Regions from separate parts of the Macaca mulatta genome. Here regions 2 and 3 are each linked to region 1. The links are chromatin contacts, called in public Hi-C maps. All regions are on one chromosome and are shown on one strand. Each heading gives the region's core, a stretch centred on a gene start, on an enhancer-like site or on the middle of the called end of the contact. The rest is flanking DNA. Distances are from core to core; before and after follow the strand shown. Region 1 has its middle 59 kb from the start of CREB1. Region 2 has its middle 40 kb from the start of FASTKD2. Region 3 overlaps DYTN (dystrotelin).

Region 1 (4,002 bases), core at 1,167-3,666:
TGCAAGGCACTGAATGCTTTGATTTTCTTGTCACATTAAAAATATTTACTGGTTTCTCCAGCCCAGATTTAGTGGCAACCCCAAGTACAGAGGAAATAAACAAATCACTCACTTACCAGAATGAGCCTGGTGGCATCATCGCCAACTTCATCATTCTGCCCTTTGGTGCTTTTTCTTTTCTTTTTTTGATTGGTTCTAATAAGTTATTCATACATAATGGCATCGGTGATGGAGTATAAATACATAGATCACAGGAAGGGTTTTGTTGTTGTTGCTATTGTTTTTCTTTTCTTTTCTTTTGTAAATTAACTTTATAAGCATCCTGCAGCATTTTCATATTGTAAACTGCTGTTTCCTAGTTCATAGACCCATAGAACCCCAGAGCCAGGCTTAGAGCATGTCCAGTCTGTTTCTCTGATTCTACAGCTGTGATAACTGAGGCCCAGAAAGGTGAATGACTGCCCAAGCCAAACATCTCATCCATCTCGGTATTGGATCTCAAGTTTCTGCCTCCAGACCGCCTGTCCTGCAGGACCTTTTGGCTTTGCTGTCCTTATTTCTCTTCTTCTGATCCCTCATCTGCTCATTCCTTTGCTGATCATTAGAATGGGAAGAGGGATAAGGGGCAGCTAGCTGCCTAAGGTGAGGCAGACGCTTGACCTCTATCACAAACCCTGATCTCATCCTTCAGGTCTTCTTTGCAGTTTGTAAGGGAGAGGAAAACGAGGAGAGAGTGGAAACGAAGAAAGTATCCAAGAGGAAGAGATAAGGAAAAAAGGGCGTGGGGAGAGGTTTTTGTGTCTACCTGCTCAAAGACCAGGAGAAGTGAATAAACGCCTCCCCCACAGCTCTCCTGCCCTCCTCCCACAACTATGAAACTAAAGTCTTAACGAGAATTGATCCAGCAAACAAATAGATCTAAAGGGGTAATAGGACTGATATGGATGCATCATGGGAAATAAGGAGTCATAGAAAATTATGAATGAAAAATAAGCATAATCAATATATGATTAGAGATGCAAGAGGAGTGGGTAATGATTCCAAGGCACTGAGTCCTTTGTTTCACATCATGATGCTCATAACAGGAACCTATATGCTCTAGATTGGGCCATGCAATTATGACCAACATGCTAGCTCCCTATGCTGACTGGCTGGACTGAATTAATTACTATTATTATTATTATTATTATATCTTAAGGAGACAAAGTCTGGCTCTATTGCCCAGGCTGGAGTGCAGATCTGGTGTGATCTCAGCTCACTGCAACCTCCACCTGCCAGGTTCAAGCCAACCTCCCACCTCAGCCTCCCGAGTAGTTGGGAATACAGGCGTGCACCACCGTGCCCAGCTAATTTTTGTATTTTTTGTAGAGACAGGGTTTCGCCATGTTGCCCAGGCTGGTCTCGAACTCGTGGGCTCAAGAGATCTGCTCACTTCAGCCTCCCAAAGTGCTGAGATTACAGGCGTGAGCCACCATGCCCGGCCTGAATTAGTTACTTCTTCAGCTTCCTCGTCTTCTAGCTAAAAACCAAGATCACACCTTCAAATGCTATGATTTCACATTTACATTCTGCTCTTTTTCTTTCTGTCACGTGATCCTATCTTTAAATTTGGGAAGGATGGGGAGAGAAGGCTGTTGAAAGATGTTGCATGAACATTCATCATATAAGCCCATGAACCTGAGAGAGAATTCAGCAAGAAAAGTGAGACCAACAGGTTTGTGTGGAGCCTTCCCGTGTGGGCCATGCTGGGTTGGCCCAAGCCATACAAATGGCCTACCCGTTTTCCCTTCTTCTGTGTGGCCACGCTTTCCTTTGGTGCAGACGACACCTGGCTAGTGTCCAGTCTAGGATCCCAAATGCTAACTAGGTTTCCTCCTTCATGAACTGGTAGGTTTTAGTTAATGATTCACCCCTTCACACACTCAGTTCTGGCCCAGGACTGACTCAAGGCTTCCCAAGTCCCTGCTAGCAAATAATAGAATTCTTTGGAAATAAGTTCTTTTAAGAAAGTCTATCCTTTGCACTGCAATCTGAAACGTAGCAATTCAGCCTCTCCAGCCATCTTCATCTGTGTGTTTCTTGCATGCAGAATTAAACTGGAAGGTCAGAGCCATTGTCTGCCTCTAGATCCGATTTCTTGCTTCGTAGTCTGGCGGAGAAGTGCTTTATTCTGGTATATTTACATTAGTCCTACTAACACATTTCCAAGTTCTCTAGCTGCCATGTTACGTGAACCAGGTCAAGTCTGGGAGGGAGAGGTTTGCTTTTCCTTCCTGTGACCTCAGGACTGATTTAATTAAACATATCCTCCAGCCCCGATTTATAGTCTGAAAAGTGTTCTCGCAGAGGCCCTTCGATGTGCTCTGCTTTTCAATTAGCTGAAATGCAATAAGTTAAATCGAAACACCATTCTGAGTGTCTGCTGCCACCCTGAGAGCAGTTGCAACAAGCGCATTCGTCTCTGAGCATTTAACTGCAAAGGGTTTAGATAAATGAGTGGTGGTTTCCTTTGGTAACTTAGCACGGTTCTGTAAGACAGAGGAGAGGATCGCTGAGCTCCTCCCTGAGCTCCTGGGGGCTGCCAAGCCATCTCCCTGGATGCCCACTGTGAGGAGGAAATAACCTTTTAAATCTTATTTTATAAACACAAATTCTTTTTCTTTAAGATTAAAAATAAGAAAATCCATTTAACACATGGGGTAGGGGGGCTGACAAAGTGAAAGGGAAAAAGGAAAAAGGATGTCACAGTGGAACTATCCTAAGCCTGTCCCTGGTGGCTTTTTGTTCTACCATCAGGCGTCAGATGTCCTCCCCAGTTTGACAATCCTGACCCCCCAAACTGCCACCTAGAAATGAATGAAACCAAATTTCCCATAGGAAATGCTCTCTGCTAGTCTCTCAAAGGCTGCAGCCTCAAAATGAAATCTGACAAAAGAAACAAATTAGATTAAACTGCAGCGCTAAGGGCTTTGGATTGCTCGATAAAAGAATCTACAGAGAGTTTAGGACTGAGCACGATCATCTTCTGCAACTTGGAGAAAAAATCTGAAGTCTTCCTTCCTACAGCTGTTCTTGCTGGCCATGGTGCAGTTTTTTATCATCATCTGAAGGCAATAAACAGATGGTGGGAGATGGAAGGGTTCACGAGGGACCACAACCCGCGTGCCCACAGAAGCCAGGCAAGTAACATATGTGGACAAAACTGATCAGTGAGGATTTTTATGTGAGCTCTCCAGATTTTTAAATGTTGACAACTCATTCAATTAAAAAAAAAAAAAAAAAGAGTCCACCACTGTTACCGCAATGTTTACTGAGCACTTTCTACGTGCCAGGCACCTTATGAAATCCATTATAAAGCGCTTCCTCACAACAGCACATTGAGAGGCAGATGCTCTTATTACCTTCAGTTCATCGATGGGGAAAAGCAAATCTCGAAGTGGCAGAAGCAGTCCCTGCCCACAGCTGGGGCCCCGTTTCTATTCACTACCCTAGACTGCTTAACAGTTCTGTAGATGGCCGGGCGTGGTGGCTCACGCCTGTAATCCCAGCACTTCCGGAGGCCGAGGCGGGCAGATCACGAGGTCAAGAGATGGAGACCATCCTGGCCAACATGGTGAAACTTCGTCTCTACTAAAAATACAAAAATTAACTGGGCGTGGTGGCGCGCGCCTGTATTCCCAGCTACTCGGGAGGCTGAGGCAGGAGAATCGCTGGAACCCGGGAGGCGGAGGTTGCAGTGAGCCGAGATCGTGACACTGCACTCCAGCCTGGGGACAGAGCAAGACTCGGGGAAAAATAAATAAATAAATAAATAAATAAATTCCGTAAAGAAATTGGAGCTCACTGGGATTCAGACTAATAATAGTCGGGTGATTTTTTTTTTTTTTTTCCCCAAAATAAATGAACTACAGAAACGGAGTGTAGAACGTGAAGGAGACATGCTGGAAAAGACAGAGAAATACAAGAAAGAAATATGTGCCATTGTTCCACGATAATTAGCCT
Region 2 (3,708 bases), core at 906-3,405, 660 kb before region 1:
TCTCCTGCCTCAGCCTCCCGAGTAGCTGGGATTACAGGCATGCACCACCATGCCTGGCTAATTTTGTATTTTTAGTGGAGACGGGGTTTCTCCATGTTGGTCAGGGTGGTCTTGAACTCCTGACCTCAGGTGATCCACCCGCCTCGGCCTCCCAAAGTGTTGGGATTACAGGCAGGAGACTCCTCATTTTTTATGCACATACTGTCCAGTTGGGCCTGACCCACTTTTTAGATTCCTTGGTCATTATTCTCCATCTTTGTGCTCTAGCTACTCGGAGGTCTTCCCCAGCATTCAGATTTCATCTTTCGGAGCCTTTTCACATGCTTTGTACTCTGAGGAATCCCTGCCACCTCTTCTCCACCTGGAAAGATTCTCCTATATGAGTGTAGATTGAACAGCACTTTCCTAAGTTCTCTCTCCTCACCTGTTCCTGCCCCATTTGTGGTTAGTCTTTGCCATTTCTGTGTTCCCATGACCCTTAGATGCAGTGAGGGATAGAAAGAAGGGCTGTATCTTCCCCCAGTAAACTGGGGAACTCTTCAGGAGTAAATATGTGTCTGATTCTTCCCTTTCTTTACTGAAGCAGTGTATAGTTGGCTCTCAGTAAATGCTGAGTGAACGAATGACAGAGTGTATGAATAAACAGAGTCCTCAGAAGCCAAGCAGAGTTTTCATCTTTTAATCCTTCTTCACCATGTTTATCCGATTATGTTGCATATCATAATTTATGTCCATCAAAGGTTTGGGCCATACTTACATCCTCTTTGAAGGCTATTGTTCAAGGGCAGGAAAACAACTAATGTTCCTTTGACCTCAGGAAGTTGCTGTGAAACAGGACAGAAAATGTACCCCCTAACCAAAAATAAGAGTTGAAGAAAAAAAAAAAAAAGAACAAGCCAATAGACTTGCTTGTCTCCACAAAATGCTCCCTGGACTCGTTAAGAATCTGGATAGACCCTTGTCTGAGAGATGTGCTTTGGGTGCAGTCATTTTCTGTGTTACTGTTTTGCAAACAAATAGGTCTCCCAAATGAGAAACTGACCAGAGGCAATAATTTAGATCTTTATATAATAGGATTTAATTCTGACATTTTTGTACTTACCTTTATTTCCAACCCTGAGATACCCAATCCGTGAATTAGCACCTTTCCTCTTGATACTAGATTCTGAAAATAAAGAATCTTCGTTTTTTGGAGATTATTAGTATTGAATATCTAAAATAAAAATTGAGAAGAATTGATAGCAGTATTTTAAAAGGACATGTTTTATTCAAACATACCATCTCACGTGATTCTTATAACAGGCTTATGAAATGGACTGGGGAAAAATTTAAGTTCCTGTTTTATAGATGAGGAAGCTAAAACTCACAAATGACTTGCTCAAAGTCGGAGAGCTAGGAAATTGGCAATGATCAGACATGAACCATTTATGATTATATGAATAACCTCATCTCTCAATTACACATATTTAGACATGCATATGTAGTATAGCACAATAGTTTTGGCTACCTTAGCCAGTCTCTGAACTACCCAAGCAAACAATTCATCCTGGGACTAACTGCCTAGTTACTCAAGCTGTTTCTCTGGGTCATTTTCATGCTCATGAGCATCTAGGAGAGAAAATGGGACTGAGAAAGGAAAACAACAAAGATTGACCATTTGTTTGATTGAAGTTTTGATGCAAAATGTCAACTGATATTACTTAGAAGGAGAAACAGATTGTGAAATTACAAGGGTTTTTTTTTTTTTTTTTTAAACTAGGACTATCCCCTTTCTCCATTCTCAGAAAGATTCAAGGGCAGATGATGGTAAATAATATAGTAATTTCATTTATTTGACTACCTGGATTCTCTTCAGAAACAGTGATCCAATGTGTTAAGAACTCAGTTATTAATAAAAACAATGGAAAATTTAAAAGACAGTAAATTGGGTGTTTCCTGGTAAGTCTGCTCTTGTTAGAATAATGAAATTTGAAGGTTTAAAACATAGCTTGTTTTGAAGTGATGCATGAGTTCCCAAAAACCTTGTTTAACATATTGCTGGAATAATGCATATGAGATGGTTAAAAATGGAAGTAGAAAAAAATTCCCCAACACCCTTAGAGGAATTTGCAATTCATAAAGTTACTGCCAATTTTGCATTATAGTTGCTATGGTAACCATGCTAGGCTTCTGCTCAAATGTTTCTCAGAAGGGGAAGGAATAGTATATAATAAGCTCTTCAAGTGTAATTTTTTTTTTATTGTAGTTGAATTAGTGTGTAATTCTTATGTGAGCATTTTAGTAATCCATAAACATGCACTCCAGTTATGATTCTGATTTTTTATCTCAGTATGTTTAAGCAATGTGTGAAAAATTGCTGGCTACTATCAATGCCTGGCAATTAATTTTAAAAATAATAACAAAAAGCATTAGCAACAGTAATTAATGATAAGAGCAAAAACAAAAATGCATTTCAAACCTGACTCTAGTAAATTTCCCAGACCAAAGCATTGGCTTGCTTATTGATTCAAAGTGCTTTCAGCCAAGCTTTTAGCCTGCATTCACGAGTCACCCCTTGGCCCCTCTATGTTTTTCCTCAGAAGAATCCTATATATTGAATAAGTGAAGTATCAAGCAGAGCCAGTTGGACCAATTAGACTAAAATAAAACTTTCATTTGGCCATTTCGATAGGGAGCTATTTTTAAATGGTAATTGGATTTTTCTTTTTTTCCTTCAGCTTCTAGGGAGTGAGTCTAACAGCTGAGGTGGAGCAGTACATATCTGGACATGGAGCAAGGGTTGTTCAGGGTTTGACGTCTCATGGGTTAATTTTGAGTGGAGAAGAAGAGAAATGGGCTTTGGAGTCCAACAAGCCTGGACTTATACTCTAGCTTTGCATTTTACTAACTGAGGTCTTGGGCAAGTCATTTACCATCTGGGGCCTCAGTGTCTTCATTTGGATAAACCAGATGCTTATGCCTTTCTCGCAGTGTTTGTAAGAATTAGAGCTAATTGGACATGAACCGTGTAGCTCCAATTTTGGCACAGTGTATAAGTTTCCTATTGTTGTAACAAATTTAGTGGCTTACAACAACACATAGTAATTGACTCATAGTGCTGGAGGTCAGAAATAAAAAATGGGTCTAACTGGGCTAAAATCAAGGTGTGGGCAGGGCTGTCTTCCTTTCTGCTATCTCTAAGAAAATCAGGTTTTTAACCTTTTTTAGCTGCTGGAGGCTGCCTGCAGTCCTCAGCTTATGGCCCCTTCCACTGTCTTCAAGGCTGGCAGCGTCCAGTGGAGTGTATTTCTATCCCTTCACTCTGCTACTGACTTTTCTGCCTCCCTCTTCCACTTTTAAGGATTCTTGTGGTTACATTGTGCCTACTCTGATCATTGAGGATAATCTCCCTATTTTAAAGTCAGTTTAGCAGCCTTAATTCCACCTGTAATCTTATGGGTCTTTTGCCTCTCCATATAAACTTTAAAATTAGTTTGTTACTAGCTACAAAATGACTTGATGGGATTTTTATTGGGATTATGCTGAATCTATAGATCAATTTGGAAAGGATTGACATCTTGTTAATATTGAGTCTTCCTATCCATGAATATAGAATATCTGTCCATTTATTTAATTCTTCTTTGATATCTTTATCAAAGGTTTATAGTTTTCCTTATATAGATGTTATACAAAATTTTTTGGATTTATGCCTAAGTATTTGATTTTGGA
Region 3 (3,859 bases), core at 634-3,133, 770 kb before region 1:
CTCCTGGACTTGCAAAATTTTTAGAAAACTTTAAAAGTTGTTTAACATACATTAATGGGAAGACATTCACTTTTTCAATGAAGTGTACAACATAATAAACTATTGTTATAAGGATTATTTGATGAGCCATCCATGCTGGCTGCTTTATCAAGCATTAACTAGATGGCTATGACTGGCTTATCTAGGATAATAAGCTGATCTATCCTTAAATTTGTTCCTCTGTGCTCTGCAACTACCTACAGGTGTATGAGAATGGTTATTGTCGGGGTAATGAGATTGGCCCGTTGTTGATGTTTTTACCAATATAGAACCCAGGTTTTCCCCCAATTTCATTTCAACCTTCCATGGCTATCACAGAGCAAAAATGTCACATGTCCTTCTGGAATTTAAATCTTGGATGAGGGCCACTCTATGGTCTTTGCACCTTCTTTTTCTTTAGAAGGCCAAATCTTTGTCCTCTTTCTGCTACCTGCACATCTGCAAGTGCTTCTCCTCTAACATGACTTTCTTCATCTCCCAAAAAACCAAAGCTACTAGTTGAGTTTTTTGAGATCCCAAAACACAAGTTTAAAGCTAAGATTATAATATATCCAGGCAATTTTTAATAGAATCAGAAGTTTAGAGCTAAAGAAGTCTCAGACATAATTTGTTCTACCCTGCTGAATTTTACTAAAACCAAAACAAAACAAAAAACAAAAAACCCAAAACTGAGGTCCATAGAGGTTAAATACCTTGCCCAGGTCTCCCAGCTTTTTGTATATAGGACATTTGTTTATTGCCTTGGGTGTATAAGAGGAAAGATGGTTTACATGGAGGCATTTTAAAGAAATTCTGTTCTCATTCTCAATAGATATTTGAGGTACATCTTGGCCTCTGCCTTTGCCAGTTTTAGGGGCGACTTAAGTAAGTCACTCAAATTCTTTGAGACTCAAATTTTATCATCTATAGAATACAAATAGTATCTGCTTTATGTTACATATAATAATTTTGAAAAATATGTCGATGTAAAAGTTGTGTTTTATATAATTGCAAAGTTAATCTTGTACTTGACCTAGGGCAGGACTGACAGAAACTCCTTAACTAATACTTGCTTATTGGTTAAATGATTATAATATATTCATAACATGGTAAATCATATTCAGATTTCCCCATTGTCCAATATAAATAATTTATTTTTCATTGTAGTATGAAGATTTCCTTGTTCCTGCTTGCTTGGTTTCCAACAGTCCTGTTCATTTATATGTTTTATTGTCTAAAGTTCAGTTTCTTGCAGAATTTTCATGAATGAAGTTTTACTGTGTCCTGCAAATTCTCTGCAAACCCAATTCATTTTCTCAGCAAAATTAAAACCAGATCTCCAGTTTTTTGGTGTACCAAGCAGACCTAGTTTATCTCCATGGGGAGCATATTTCAGTTCTGGGTTAGCTAGGGTCAAGAAGCATGGGAAAGGAAGAGGAACAAAGTGAGCAGGAGCTGAGGCCTGAGGCCTCTTGTCCCCTTCTCCTTCCGGGCACCCTCAGTTTTGCCTTGTATTTAGCTGCCTGATGTCCCAGAGCTCTAGTCTTCCCACATTCCCAGCCCCTGTTCACTCATTGTGAATAATGGCATCTTCCATGCCTGGCCTACACCTGGTGGTTTCTTTCTCTTCTCCCAAGCTTTAATGATAACCAGTTTAACTTCCCTATGGTTTTATTTATGGGAGACCTATAACACTCTTTCTCTAGGATAGGGTTTTGACTGTTCCCCTCAAAGCTATGGAAATATTTGCATCCAGCTCCAAATCTAGCTTTCTAATCTGCTTTTAGCTCCAGGTGGAGAGAAGATCAGGCCTGAGCTGCTCTCATGAATGCTGATCATCTGTGTGAGCATGAGGCTCATTTGCAGTTGTCTGCACAGGGAGGCAGCAGAGCATCATGACTGCAAAGCAGGGACTCTGGATTTAGGCTGCCAGCCTCTGTAGCTTGCTAATCATGTAGGTTATTTAACTTCTTTGCAAATTGGGGATAATAATACAACCCTTTGTATTGGCTTACAACACATTTTAAATGAAATGGCCCATGTGAACTGCTCAGCTTGTCATTTGTCTAACAGTTAACAAAAGTAGTGTTGTTAGGATGATGATGACGATGGATGGCTCAATACTTAAAAGGTTTCTTTGGAACAAAAGACAGGCCAGGTGCAGTGGCTCACACTTGAAACCCAATGCTTTGGGAGGCTGAGGCAGGAGGATCACTTAAGATCAGGAGTCGGAGACCAGCATGGGTAACACAATAAGATCCCATCTCTACAAAAAATAGAAAATTAGCTGGGCATGGTGGCATGTGCCTGTACTCCCAGCTACCCAGGAGGCTGAGCTGCAAGGATGACTTGGGCTTAGGAGTTTGAAGCTGCAGTGAGCTATGATAGTGCCCGTGCACTCCAGCCTGCGTGACAGAGACCCTGTCTCTAAAACAAAACAAAACAAAGACAAAATGTGTTCCCCTTAGAGGAAGAAAAATGTCTATTAGTCACATTATGCATCAGTGGAAGAATTTAATATTTCATCCATTATAGAAGATAAAAGACAATTTATTATCAACCAGGATGCTTCCTGCCAGGAAATCATTGAGCCAAAAAAGGCATGTGAATTTCAGATGTGTAAGGAGGACCCCAAAAAGAATCTGCAGGGATGCAGCTCCAACTGCAGAACCGTATGGAGAATGATAATCCGAGAAATGCTGCTGATGGCTGTACCTGAGTCCCGCGATTGGGAAAGTCCTGCAGATGGTACACCGAGCAGGGTGAGTGACTCTTTCAGCAGCTGATAACCGGTGGCAGGTCGGGAGCCACAGGAGGATGGGAGGCTCAGATTGGACCCAAGACAGGAATTTCTCTTCTTTGATTGCTGGGCTCAACACCTGAAAAACAGTAGCACCCTAAGATGTGTTTTTAGGCATGACTTGATGTTTTCATTTTCTTTTCTGACTCCAATTCTGTCAGCTCTGCTGAAGAAGTTTATCATAGGAAAAGCTGGAGGCAAGACTACCTCCTAAATTCAGTTATCTGAGATGCTGTTTGGAGTAATAATAGGTCTGTAATGTAAATCAGTCAGCAAACTATCCCAATGCCCCATGTCTGTCCCCAACTCCAGGGACATTTGCAAGGCACTCACCCCTTGGAAACAGCTGCGGGTGGCACTTTCCACAGGGCACAGAGCACGACTCTCTCCCACGACAGTTGGGATCTGCAAGAGACAACCTCATCTTAGCTGTTAGAAAGTGGAGAAATATGTCGTCTCCGGGAGCAGCAGGGCTGAGAGCTGGTGCCCACAGCCATGCAGTCACAGGTATTTGGTATCTGAGACCAGGTGAACTGTCTCAATCCAAGAGAACAAAGCAATGCATAGGTTTTGTGCAATGTTTGGGTTAAGACAATGAATAAGCAAGTGGGAAGGAGAGGAGGGAGGAGGGTAAGGGAAAGAAGTCTGCCAATGGGGTGATAAACTGCTTCCTTCTGTTTTATTTTCTCGTTATTCCAAATTATTTTAACCTTTCTTTGCCTTTGTTCACCAATAAATGAAGTTAACAATAATACTGTCTTAAAGTTTAGAGTTTTAAAATATATATACTTTTTTTTTTTTACTTTAAGTTCTGGGATACATGTGCAGAGTGTGCAGGTTTGTGACATAGATATACATGTGCCATGGTGGTTTGCTGCACCTGTCAACCCGTCATCTAGGTTTTAAGCCCTGCATGCGTTAGGTATTTGTCCGAATGCTCTCCCTTCCCTTTGCCCCACCCCTTGACAGGCCCCAGTGTATGATGTTTCCCTCCCTGTCTCCATGTGTTCTAATTGTTCAACTACCACTTATGAGTGAGAA

Evidence for each region. Hi-C and Micro-C count contacts between places; a contact is called where the count stands out from the background.
Region 2: a Hi-C map of fetal cortical plate shows a contact between it and region 1, with 4 times the contacts expected there. The contact joins two enhancer-like sites. A contact is called at or near these places in 8 of 14 Hi-C or Micro-C datasets (CD4 T cells, blood, cortical neurons and 4 more).
Region 3: a Hi-C map of fetal cortical plate shows a contact between it and region 1, with 7 times the contacts expected there. The contact joins two enhancer-like sites. A contact is called at or near these places in 7 of 14 Hi-C or Micro-C datasets (CD4 T cells, blood, cortical neurons and 4 more).

Annotation. Positions count from the first base shown.
Region 1 is chr12:112,733,020-112,737,021 of T2T-MMU8v2.0, forward strand. No RefSeq gene overlaps it. Among named protein-coding and RNA genes, the nearest start is that of CREB1, 59 kb to the right of the region's middle. Within about 2 kb of position 2,417, at least 10 of the 40 cell types and tissues checked have an H3K27ac peak or open chromatin away from gene starts, as enhancers often do. A contact at or near this core is called in cortical neurons, fetal cortex germinal zone and fetal cortical plate, where this site is marked.
Region 2 is chr12:112,077,551-112,081,258 of T2T-MMU8v2.0, forward strand. No RefSeq gene overlaps it. Among named protein-coding and RNA genes, the nearest start is that of FASTKD2, 40 kb to the left of the region's middle. Within about 2 kb of position 2,156, at least 7 of the 40 cell types and tissues checked have an H3K27ac peak or open chromatin away from gene starts, as enhancers often do. A contact at or near this core is called in fetal cortical plate, where this site is marked.
Region 3 is chr12:111,960,603-111,964,461 of T2T-MMU8v2.0, forward strand. It overlaps DYTN (dystrotelin), which reads right to left. Exons shown (of 12, transcript XM_002799029.4): 6 at 3,152-3,223; 7 at 2,734-2,897. Among named protein-coding and RNA genes, the nearest start is that of DYTN, 18 kb to the right of the region's middle. Within about 2 kb of position 1,884, at least 9 of the 40 cell types and tissues checked have an H3K27ac peak or open chromatin away from gene starts, as enhancers often do. A contact at or near this core is called in cortical neurons, fetal cortex germinal zone and fetal cortical plate, where this site is marked.